Linked DNA regions of Mus musculus: region 1 is linked to region 2. A link is a contact called in public Hi-C data. All regions are on one chromosome and are shown on one strand. Each heading gives the region's core, a stretch centred on a gene start, on an enhancer-like site or on the middle of the called end of the contact. The rest is flanking DNA. Distances are from core to core; before and after follow the strand shown. Region 1 holds the start of Zfp28 (zinc finger protein 28). Region 2 holds the start of Tfpt (TCF3 (E2A) fusion partner).

What was found. A called contact is a pair of places that touch in the nucleus more often than the background predicts.
Region 1: a contact with region 2 is called in a Hi-C map of B cells, with 6 read pairs. The contact joins the promoter of Zfp28 here to the promoter of Tfpt in region 2. A contact is called at or near these places in 2 of 39 promoter capture datasets (cranial neural crest and pre-B cells) and 1 of 484 Hi-C or Micro-C datasets (B cells).

Annotation. Positions count from the first base shown.
Region 1 is chr7:6,380,382-6,386,037 of GRCm38.p6, reverse strand. It overlaps Zfp28 (zinc finger protein 28), which reads right to left and starts at 2,720. Exons shown (of 7, transcript NM_175247.3): 1 at 2,437-2,720; 2 at 1,772-1,863. The coding sequence starts at 2,644. It overlaps Zfp78 (zinc finger protein 78), which reads right to left. Exons shown (of 5, transcript NM_001025163.1): 5 at 3,433-5,656.
Region 2 is chr7:3,627,627-3,633,028 of GRCm38.p6, reverse strand. It overlaps Tfpt (TCF3 (E2A) fusion partner), which reads left to right and starts at 3,100. Exons shown (of 6, transcript NM_001290381.1): 1 at 3,100-3,477; 2 at 3,943-4,201. The coding sequence starts at 3,455. It overlaps Prpf31 (pre-mRNA processing factor 31), which reads right to left and starts at 3,044. Exons shown (of 14, transcript NM_027328.4): 1 at 2,973-3,044; 2 at 2,287-2,471; 3 at 2,124-2,184; 4 at 278-361. The coding sequence starts at 2,463. Gm15927 (a long non-coding RNA gene) reads left to right here. Exons shown (of 6, transcript XR_003946711.1): 5 at 534-831; 6 at 1,626-1,958.

The DNA.
Region 1 (5,656 bases), core at 1,471-3,970, 2.8 Mb before region 2:
CTGAGACAACAGACCATGCCCCCACACCATACCATCCTTCCTCCCTTTTTCGTTTACATTCATGTTCTCTCCTCCTCCGTGTGTGTGTGTGTACACACATGCCCTGTGCCTGCAGAAGCCAGAAGTCTGCATCAGATCCTCTAGAGCTACAGGTACAGACAGCTGTCAGCGGCCTGACTTCCGTGTTGAGTTCCAAAGTTTGGTCCTCTGATATAGCAGCAAGCACTCTTAAACACAGACCTATCTCTCCAGCTCCAATATTTGAGATTTTAAAGGCTCTGATCATGAAATGTGAAGGCAACTTTCCAGAAACAAAGAGAATGAAGGTGAGAGGCAGAAGTCAGAGATACAATGAGGAACCATGTCTGAGACATCTGCTCAGTCCCTTTGGGGATGGGGCCTTTCTTCAAGGACACCTTGTGGACTTCTGAGAAAAGAGCAGCAAGATCTGACCAGCAATGAACTCTCTGGCATTCAGAAGAGAAAGGAGTAGACACACACATCACAGAAACACAGAGCCACGAGATCAACGCATAAGGATAATTCTAGCCTTCGGAAGGCAGAGGCAAAAAGATCTCCATGAGTTCAAAGCTGTCCACATAGCAAGTCCCTGGTTTGTCAAGACTGCATAGTGAGCCCCTGTCTCAAAATCAAAGGAATAAGACAGAGGGCATCCCAGACCCAAGGTAGGGAAACTGGACTCTTGCACGATGCCTTGACTTTCTGTGAATTTTTCTGTTGTGGGCTCCTTGAGATCAAGAAATGTTTTTCAATTTAAAATTAGTTTTATAAATCCCATTACATTTATATGTGTGTATTTGTATGTGTGTCCAGGCACGTGTGTGAATGTCAGAGGAAAACTTCTCAGGCTCTCTCCCTCCTCCATGAGGCTCCTGGAAATCACACTCAGGTTGTCCGGACTGGCAGCAAGTAGTTTACTTCTGAGCCATCCCACCAGCCCAGTTAAAAATTGTGGGGGGTGTGTGTGTTGTATATGAGTGTCCAGCTTCCTGTGTTCTTGTCATAACCAGAATGCTGAGCTCCTTGCATTACTGCTTTGAGACAGGTTTTCCCACTGAATTAGAAGTTTACATTTTTGACTAAGCTGACTTGACCAGAGAGCTCTATAAATGTATCTGCCTCTGCTTGGAAATTCCAGTCTACAGGAACATACTTCCCTTCTTACACAGGCACTTGGGATTCAAACTCAGGTCCTTGTGCTTCCAGAGGAAGTACTCTTGCCCACTGAACCCTCTCTTCAACCCCCTAAGCAAGCCTTAACCACAATATATTTCTCCTCCAAGGTGAGCATCATAGAAACCAGGTGGAAGCACTGCAGCGTTTCTGAACATAAGAATCAGAAGAATATGATGGGAAACACCTTTAATTCCTGCACTCATAAGAGGCAGGCAGAGTTCTGTGAGTTCAAGACCAGCCTAGTCTATATAGTGTACATAGTGAGTTGCAGGGCAGCCAGAGCTATGTAGATAGACCTTATCCAAAACAAAAGACAAACAAACAAAAAAACCCTTCTGAGATAAATGGGACAATGAAAGGGATGAATCATTTCTTCAACCAAGAAGGAACAGTTGGGATGAAAAGGAAAGAGAATCAGTTTGAAGCTAGCCCTGTAGCCCATCACTCACCGGAGTAGGAAGAAACAGCACCCAGGACAGGTCTCTTAAACTGAAAACTTTTCACAGAAAATAAACACCATTAAGTATTGAAAAGGCAAGACTGTTTCAGGAAGCAAAGAGGAAATGTGACTCACCTGCGACTTGGCTTTATGTCTAGTCCCTGTAGGGGCAGCTTCCTGTTTGCGGTTTATCTCCTGGAGGAAGTTGGTATCTCTGGAAAACAGAGCTGGAGGAAAGGAAGGACTAGACACCAAATCTACACGAGACTACACCGTGCATGAGCAGAGATGCCAAACCCTTATTACCCTGTGCGGGAGTAAGGACAGGGTAGGATGTGGAATCAGGTTGTCTCTTTTCTCGTCTTACTTGCATGAATATATGTGCACCACGTGTGTGTGCCTGATGCCCACAAAGTTCAGAGGAGAATGTTCTATCCCCTGCAATAGGAGTTAGGGATGGTTGTGACTCACTATGTGGGTGCTAGGAACCTCTGCAAGAGGAACAAGTACAATGGCTAAGCCATCTCTTGTCGCACTGGGAGTTTCATTTCTTGAAGCATTGACATGGATACAAGTCTAAACTAAGTTGACCCTGTAGTTGTCAACGTCCCTCCAGCACCTCTGCCTGACTTCTCTGCCTCAAGTTGAGCTTTCGAGGATTGGTTATTTAACCATCACAATCACGCGCCCAGAGACACCATCTCCAGCACCAAGGCCTCGAGAACCATCGGACCTTACCCTTCCTTCACACCCAGAATAGATTCATCTTTGTCCACTCAGCCCAGAAACATGACACTCACCTTTGTGCGCGGTCCCCGAGGTCACTGCTCCTTGCTGATCCTGGGAGGCCAGGCTGTTCCTGGAGCGCGGCCTTCCCCGGTCGGGGCTCCCAGGAGCAACTACAGTCCCCGCCGCCGGACCTCCACCAGGCCTGGCCTTTGTGCAGAGGGCGCCACGCCCCAGGAGGGCCCAGGGTTCGCATGACACTACACTCGCCATTCCCTGCATGTCACGCGAGGGGCGCACGCTCTCCTAGCCAGGCTGCAGACACCCTTCAAGGCCGCTGCTCAGGGACACACCCCCGGCAACACCCACGCCCGCCACGCCCTCGCCAGCCACGCCCTCGCCCTGCCCAACCCCGCCCTAAAAGATCGGACCCTCAGGCAGTTCCTCCGGAACGCACCGGAAGTGGACTTTGCTTGAGCACAAGGCCCCCTGGGAAGTGTAGTCCCCAGCGGAGAAATCCTTTAGAGCCCAGCTGGTTTTTACAAGACCCTGTGGGAGAACCGCGGGACCCTGCCGGAAACACGAGTCCCGCGAAATTCAAAACAGTTCCTCAGAGGCTTCTGGGAGTCCTGGTGACAATTGGAGCGTACGAGTGCAGCGGCAGGGCTAGTGGCGCGCGATTTGAGGTTGTTTGGAGGAAGGGGAGTTGGAGGATGCTGTGAATTGGGCTGGGGCAATGCGGGCTTTTGGCAAGTCCACAGTGGTTCTGGTTGCATGTACTTTTCAGTTTGGGATTCAGTTGCTGCCATTGCAATCTTCACCTCTCCACTAGACCACCTCGACTTTAGTGCCTAGTGTTCAAAATGCCCCTCTGTATGTACTACCAAGTTTTAGGTCTGCAGGTTTCCCCAGGTTTTCTTCTGCGGTGCCTCTTTAATATGTTCACTCTTGCCTTTAATCGCAGTGCCCGGGAGTAAGAGACAGCCGGATCTCAGAATTCGAGACCAACCTGATCTGCAGAGCGAGTTCCAGGACAGTCAGGGCTACACAGAGAAACGGGGAAGCGGGGTGAGGTGAGGGGAGCGCAGTTTATTCTTTGTCGGTTTCATACATGTATATATACTGTATCTTGATCATATCCAACACATCTCCTCTCCCAACCATCCCCAATACTTCCACATTCCTTTTGCCACCCCACCACACTTTTTTTTTAAATATAGCCCTGTTAGTGCCGCCTACCAGTATACCAGTGGAGTGTGACATGAACAATCTACCAGAGGCCACATCCCCAAAGAAAAATGACTCCCACTCTCTCAGCTGCCATCATTTGCTTATAGCTCCTCAGCTAGGTGTGGAGGGGTACGCCCTTCCTCTATCAATGGCTATAATATTGATCGGCGCTGGTAATTACCAGCAATCTTGTGCTGGTAATCAGTTTCTATGAGTTCATGAGCACAACATGCCCAAAACCATTCCACAGCACTCCTTGCCATTCTCAGACTCTTACATTCTTTCTCCTTCGTCTAATACGATGTTCCCAGACCCTTGAGAAGGTATACAAGAATGTCCCATTTAGGACTGTGAGCTGCCTATTTTTGTCATTCAGTTATCATCTGAGAGAGTGTTGTGTGGCTCTGGATGTTCTGGAACTCACTCTGTAGACCAGGCTGGCCTCGAACTCGGAGATCTGCCTGCCTCTGCCTCTGGAAGGGCTGGTTTTAAAAGTGTGTGTCACTACCGCTGAGCAAGCAGAATATTCTTTATATAAAATGTTTGAGAACAAAAGTGTTATTTTTTTTTCTGAGTGGTAAATATGTGCATACCGTAATGAAATATTTTAGAAAAGAAACCAACATCTAAATATAAAACCATTTATGCTTCACAAACACCTCATATAACCAGAAGGAAATTTTATACTAAAAAATTCTTAAGCAAAAACAATATTGCAGCATTGTCACCACAAAGATTTTTTGAAAGGTTGGTTTATTATTTTATGTAAATGATGCTCTATCTGTATGTACATCCGCTTTCCAGAAGAGGGCATCAGATCCCAGGATAAATGGTTGTGAGCCACCATATGGTTGCTGGGAATTGAACTCAGGATTTTGGGAAGAGCAGACTGCTCTTAACATCTGAGCCATCTCTCCAGCCCCTGAAAGACTTGCTTTTATTTTATGTGGATGAGTGTTTTGTCTTCATGTATTGTGTGCATTGCGTGCCTACAGTTCTTGTGGAGCCCAGAAAAGAGCATCCCCTGGAAGTTGGGTTACAGACAGTTGTGAGCTGCTATATGGGTGCTGGGACCCAAATCCAAGTCCTCTGCAAAACCAGCAAGCGCTCTTAACCACTGAGCCATCTCGCCAGCCCTGGCAATTTGATAACAAATTGGGTGGGGGGTAGAGGAAGAGAATGAACTTAGGATAAACAAGGAAAGGCAGGCATACAGTCCAACAGAACCTACCATGAGATGGACTTTACAAAAACCACCCAGAGTCCTCTGGAACAACGAGAATGGAAGTTTGTGTCCCCTGTTTTCCTATTTCTGCAGTGTGTACTCATCTTGCATGTGATCTTTCAGTTTGTTTTTATCCAAGGCCTCGCTATGTAGCCCTGACTGCCCTAGAACTCTGTAAACCTGGCTGATCTCTAACTCAGAGACCCATCTGTCTCTACCTCCAGAGTGCTGAAATGAGATGTGTGTGCCTCCAAACACAGCCACAATCACCCTTTCAAATTTTACTTTTATTTATTTATTTGTATATATGCATTTGTAGGCTTGATTGCCCATGTGCGTGTGTGTGGAGACCATTAGTCGGTGTTGGGAGTCTGTCGCCCTCCACCTTACATTTTGAGATAGGATCTCATGGTAAGCCTGGGGCTCCCTGTTTCGGCTAGACTGGCCTGCTGGGGGCTTGTTAGTAAATATAAGAATGTTTCTTTTGTGACCTAGACTATATATACACATGTGTATTTTTTCCCAAATAAATTCTAATTCTTTGTTCCAGTCTTTAACTTCTAGGCACTTCCTAAAACAGATTCTACGTACCAGACCAGATTTAATTTCTTTACCAATAAGAAAACATAACCTTTAGGATCATTAGAAAGCTTCCATCTTAAATACACTACACATACTAATTGTTCCACCTGAAGACACTTTCAGTTTCTAAATTGTTGTCATCACCTAAGTTCCAAATTTGAGAGGCCATGGTTTAGAAATAATTTTTCTGGTCTAACACATTTTCTAAGCACCCCTATGGGTCAGTGTATTGAAGTCCTTTCATTTTATGTTCTCTT
Region 2 (5,402 bases), core at 1,851-4,350:
ATCCTGGAGCACGTACGAGGTGGCAAAGCCTGGCTGCTCAAGGGGGTCAAAGGATGACTCGAGACCTGCCCTGCTTATTCAGACTTTTATGATGGAGGAGAGTACAATTTATGTTAGTTACTCTGTTATAGAAGATGAACCTAATCAGGGCAATATTTTTGCCCAAGAAAGGCAAACAAAAGAGGTCCAGGTTCATGCCTGTTCTTCCCTTTGGGTCATAACGAAAGAGTGAAGAGCACAGGATACTGGTGTCTCCATAGCCCTTCCCATCACTCACTCAGCTCATTTTCTATCTCCACAGTCAGGTTGTTGGCATCCACAATGACTCGGTACTCAGGAGCTGCCTCCACTGGTCCCATCACTACAAAGAAGAAGGGATATGGATGGGGGAGGAACGAAGCTGGGGACTGAGGTGGAGGCTGGATGGAATCAGAAAGGAGGGGCTGAGGGGGCTACATAAGGGCTGAAGAATTCACTGAGGCTTATATTCCTCTCCAGGAGCCTTACTCCTGCTTCTCATCTTTCTCCTGCAGTCTATCCTCTGGGTCAATCTGGTCTTGACCTCATCTTGCTCCAAAATTAAACCTTCCTATAGCTTCCCAAAGCCTTGAGGCTAGCGAGCAAGATCCTCAGACTGGCACTCAAGGTCTCCCATACAGATGGAGGTCCACGTTCCCCACACCTGCAACCTTGGTGCACACAGCACAGGAGTCCCTTCAGTGAGATCCGGTGACTCGTTGGCTCTACAGCATTATCCTTTCTGCTTTTCTGCTCCATCCTCCCAGCCGCCACCGGGCACTCAAGGCTATTTCACTCCTCCTGCCTTCACAGGTACTGCTCCATCTCCCTGGGACATTCCTTAAGTCTGTTTCTAGAAACCACACTTTATGCATAGACAATTAAATTGGTATTGAGTAATGTGGCCTCACATGTCCCTTTAGGTCATTAAAACTCTGAGGGCATTAAACAACCCCCCACCTCCACCCCAGAAGGGTGACAGTCTGCATGAATTGGGCCACCTCTGCTAGACAGGCTTTGTGTCCACTTCCCCCACTAGTTAAGACACCTGACATGAGCAGACCTGATTCATCAAACTTGACATCAGGCAGTCACGTTCTGTGACTTTCTTTGGCTTTACGGAACAAGAAGTTTCTCTGCCTGCCACTTGGAATCCCTGTAGAAGCTGGCTGGGAGACTCCCATCACTCAGTGAATTAACAGCCCTTGTTCCTTCCCCAGGGTTAGCACAAGTACTCAAATTCCAACAGGGGGCACTTCTTCCCTGACCCAATGCAGGGTTAGTCAGTCCCTTCTGTAGGGACTACAGAGTGGGCATGGTTGCTTCTGCCTCACACTCAGGAGGCTGAAAAAGGATGGTTGCTGAGAGTTCAAGGCCACTATAGGCTACCTAGTAACTTCTAGGCCAGTCTGAACTTCAGAGTGAAACCTTGTCTCCATATTTAAAAATATACGTACATACATGTGTACACACCCTGTCTGTGGATGTGGAAAAGGTCCTATAGTTCAGAGAACCCAGAGACAAGTCTTCTCACAATTAGAAAACACATCAGTTTTATAGTACAATATGCATGTTTATTTTTCTTTCTTCCTTTTTTTTAAACATAGGTGTTGTCTCACTTTCTTCTAAAAAAAATGTATGTATGCGTTTTGCCTGATGTGCATAATATATATATAATGCCCATGGAGAGCAGAAGATGTCAGATCACCAAGAACTGGAGTTACAGATAGTTATGACCCATGTGGATGCTAAGAACTAAACCCAAGACCTCTGGAAGAGCAGCAGATACTCTTAACTATCTCTCCAACTCCATGAATGTACCTATTTCTGAGACAGGGTTTTACCCAGGCTGACTCTGACCAGACTGGACTTGAACTCATTCATGTACCTGCTGCCTCAGTCTCCTAAGTGGTGAGATATAAACACATATCATGTCTGGGTACAATGCAGTATGTTTTCAGAGGGTCAGTAACTGGATTTAAAAAAAAAAAGAAGAATGAATGCTCTGAGGAAAGCTGAGGAGGGAGACACTTGGTGATAAAACCATAAGGAGCAAGAGAGTCGGGGAGTCAGAATGGGCAGAGGAAAGTGAGGGTGGGAGGCACCTTCCGACACGTTGGCTTGCTTGCTGATATACTCCTCAATCTTCATCATGATCTCAGCAAACTGATGAGGAAGGAGAGCACAGTCAGAAACTAGGCCTCTCAGAAAGAACTGCTCTCCGGCCACTCCTCCCTAGGAACGCTGACTTAAAGGGTGCCACCTCACCATCTTGCTGTCCCATAGCTTGGCAATGCTCTTGACTGAATCTCCAGAAAGATCCAGCTGGGTCTCCTCCTGTACATCCTCAATTGCTGGCTCCTCCTCCTCTTCTCCATAGCTTCCTCCTTCCTCTTCTTCTGCTGCCTCCTCGAGGTCAGCCAAGAGCTCATCAGCCAGAGACATCCCAAGGCCTATGGGAAAGGGAGAATGGGGTTCCCTAATACTGCATCTTGACCCTGTCCACTCATATCACCAGAAGGAGCACCTTCTCCCGGATCCCCTTAAGTTTCTTCTTCATCAGCTCCTGTAGCCGCACGCAGGCTCCACAGCTTGCTTAGTTCACGGAGGTTGTCTCCTGTTCCTACCCACACAGAACACAGCACATCCCTCCAGGTACCACCTGACCTGGCAACTTTTCCCCACACCTCTGGGTCTTTGAGCAACTATTCATCTTTGCCTAACCCGGCTCTTTGCTCCCTCACCCTGCCTTCAGTTCTTTCATTCCACCCGTCTGGCCCACGTGCCATATTTCAGCCTAAAGTTATGCTGTGATCCACTCACGTCTTGAATATTAGTTCTAAGGCGCTCCATACGTTTAATATTATTATTTATACTATGATTTAAGTCGCCCGCTACACTTTCTCCTCCAGTAGCTTGGCTTCCGGCCATCCCTTCTTCTCCATCACACTCACCGCTTCGATCCTCTCACAATCGTTTCCAAGAAATCTGCTTCCCCAGAGCTTCGGCTCTCTTTGATGACGTTTACTTGCCGCCGATAAATCTGTGTTTTGATTGGCCGTTTACGACATTTCCGGCAGCGTTTGGACAACAACTTTATTAGCAGCCGCCTCGCGGGACGGCGACCGGGAGTGCTGGGTTCTAGGGCTAGGGGAAGTCGTACGTCGCCGTGGATTGAGCCTGCTAAACAGAGATTCGCTTTGGCTAGTCGACACTGCGACAAGACAGGAGTAAAGAAGGTGACAACGTGGACGATCGGTGCAGGCGCTAGAGGATAAACCGAAGGCTTCAAGCCGCAATTTGGAGTCGGGTGCAAACGAAGGCAGAGTAGGAAACTTTAATTCCCAGTTTTCCTGTGTCGCAAGGCCTGATGGGAGAGGTAGTTTTGCGCAAGACTCCACCTCTCTGAGGCTTGAGGTGTCTCTTGACCAGAGAAATGGAGTTGGAACAGAGAGAGGGGTGAGTAGCTGAGCTTTGTGTAAACGGGGACTCCAAAAACAGCAACGATCGGCTGTAGTGCTCTCAGGGACGATGGGGAAGTTCGTGCAGTTGCTTTCTTTTCGAATCTCTGTGGGAGAACCGGAGGCAGTACTGGAGCATCGTAGGGGAGATTTGGAATTTGCTGTTCTTATGGATCTGAGAGCAAGGAGATTGGAGTGTGGGCTCCAAAGTCTGAGGGAGGAGGCTAGGGTCTGATTCCTCATTGTTAGGGACGAGGACTGGGGCCTGGATCCCTGGCAGTGACCAAGAAGGGCTAGGGTCTGGGCTTCTTGGTAGGAGGGAGGAGGGCTAGAGTCTGGGCTGCTGGGTGTGATGGAGGAGAGGGCTAGGATCTGGGCTCCAGGCTGGGGCCTGGACCTAAGTCCCCCTGGGAGGGACTTGGAGAGCCAGAATATAGGCTCCTAAAACTTCTTGGCCCTACAGGACCATGGCAGCCGTGGGCTTTGAAGAGTTCTCAGCGCCACCAGGCTCAGAGCTGGCTCTGCCTCCCCTGTTTGGTGGCCACATCCTAGAAAGTGAGCTAGAGACAGAAGTGGAATTTGTGTCCGGTGGTCTGGGTGATTCAGGACTCCGGGAGCGAGATGAAGAGGAAGAGGCAGCCCGGGGTCGAAGGCGTCGCCAGCGGGAACTAAATCGTAGAAAGTACCAGGCACTAGGTCGGCGCTGCCGGGAGATCGAGCAGGTAGGTAAGTGTGGATTCCCATTTGGGGGTCCTCTCGCCAGAACTGCCGCCTCGCTGCCGATGCCAACACCACCCCCTCCTCATACCGCCTCCTCCTCCTCCTCATGTCCTTCTTTTTCCCTTTCCTTTTGTACTTGAACAAGTGAACAGATCCATGTGGGTCTAAGTCTGTGCCAGGCACCCTAAGTAGTCTCTTCCAGAATATTTATATTCATTACTTTTCTTGTTGTGACCTGGGAAAAGCAACTTGGGGAAAGGCTTACATTGACTTGGAGTTTAAGGATCTGTGGCGGCAGAGAAGACACAGTGTCAGGGGCATGAGACAGTTGGTGATGTTGCATCCATAGGCAGGAAGCAGAGAGATGGAGAGATGACTACTGGCACTCAGCTTGACTTTCCCTTTTTATTCAGTTTATTCCAGCCCATGATATGGTGCTGCCCACATTTAGAGTAGATCTTCCTACCTCAATTAACCCACATGCCAAAGACATGCATAGGGTCTTGTCTCTTAGGTGATTTTTAGATCTTGTCAAGTTGAAAAATCAGTAATAACCATCACAGCATCAGATACTCTGCCTCTGGTATGTCACAGGTGACTCTCAGATTTCATTCACAGCCTCTCACCTAAGGCACCTCCAGGCTTGCCTACTCTGCCTCTTGAACCTCACTTGGGTCCTTCTTTTCTCAGATTAACTCATCGCGTGAGTCTTTAGTTCACCTCCTTAGTAAGAAGGAGGAAGGAGCTATGGGCAGAATGTAAGTAGGTCTTAGTAAGTCAGGAACACCAGAGAAGAAGTTTGGAATTTGCGCTTTGGATGAATGGGAGCTGGCAAGGGGTTTGAAACTAGTGCACAGACAGGAGGTGGAGGGGGGTGATAGGAGGGCTGGGGTGGAGGGCAGTGTCTCAGTTTCTCCTTTTCATGAGGACAAAGTTCAGGTTGGGCTCTGCACCAGTGACTTCTGTTGAGCCATGGCTGCTTCTGGCATTACTGTGTTTGCATGATGCTCACTTTTTGAAGTATTGGGTTAGGATTCCAACAAATCTTTGTTGGGTGTGGGTGACATCCTGAAACACGGTGTGTGCAAGTCCTGGAAAGGGAGAGGCTGAGGCTGAGGAGATTGGGAAGGGATTCTAAACACTGCTTAGCAAGTGTGGTACTAACAGAGTTCAGGAAGGGGAGAGCTGGACTTACAGGTGTTT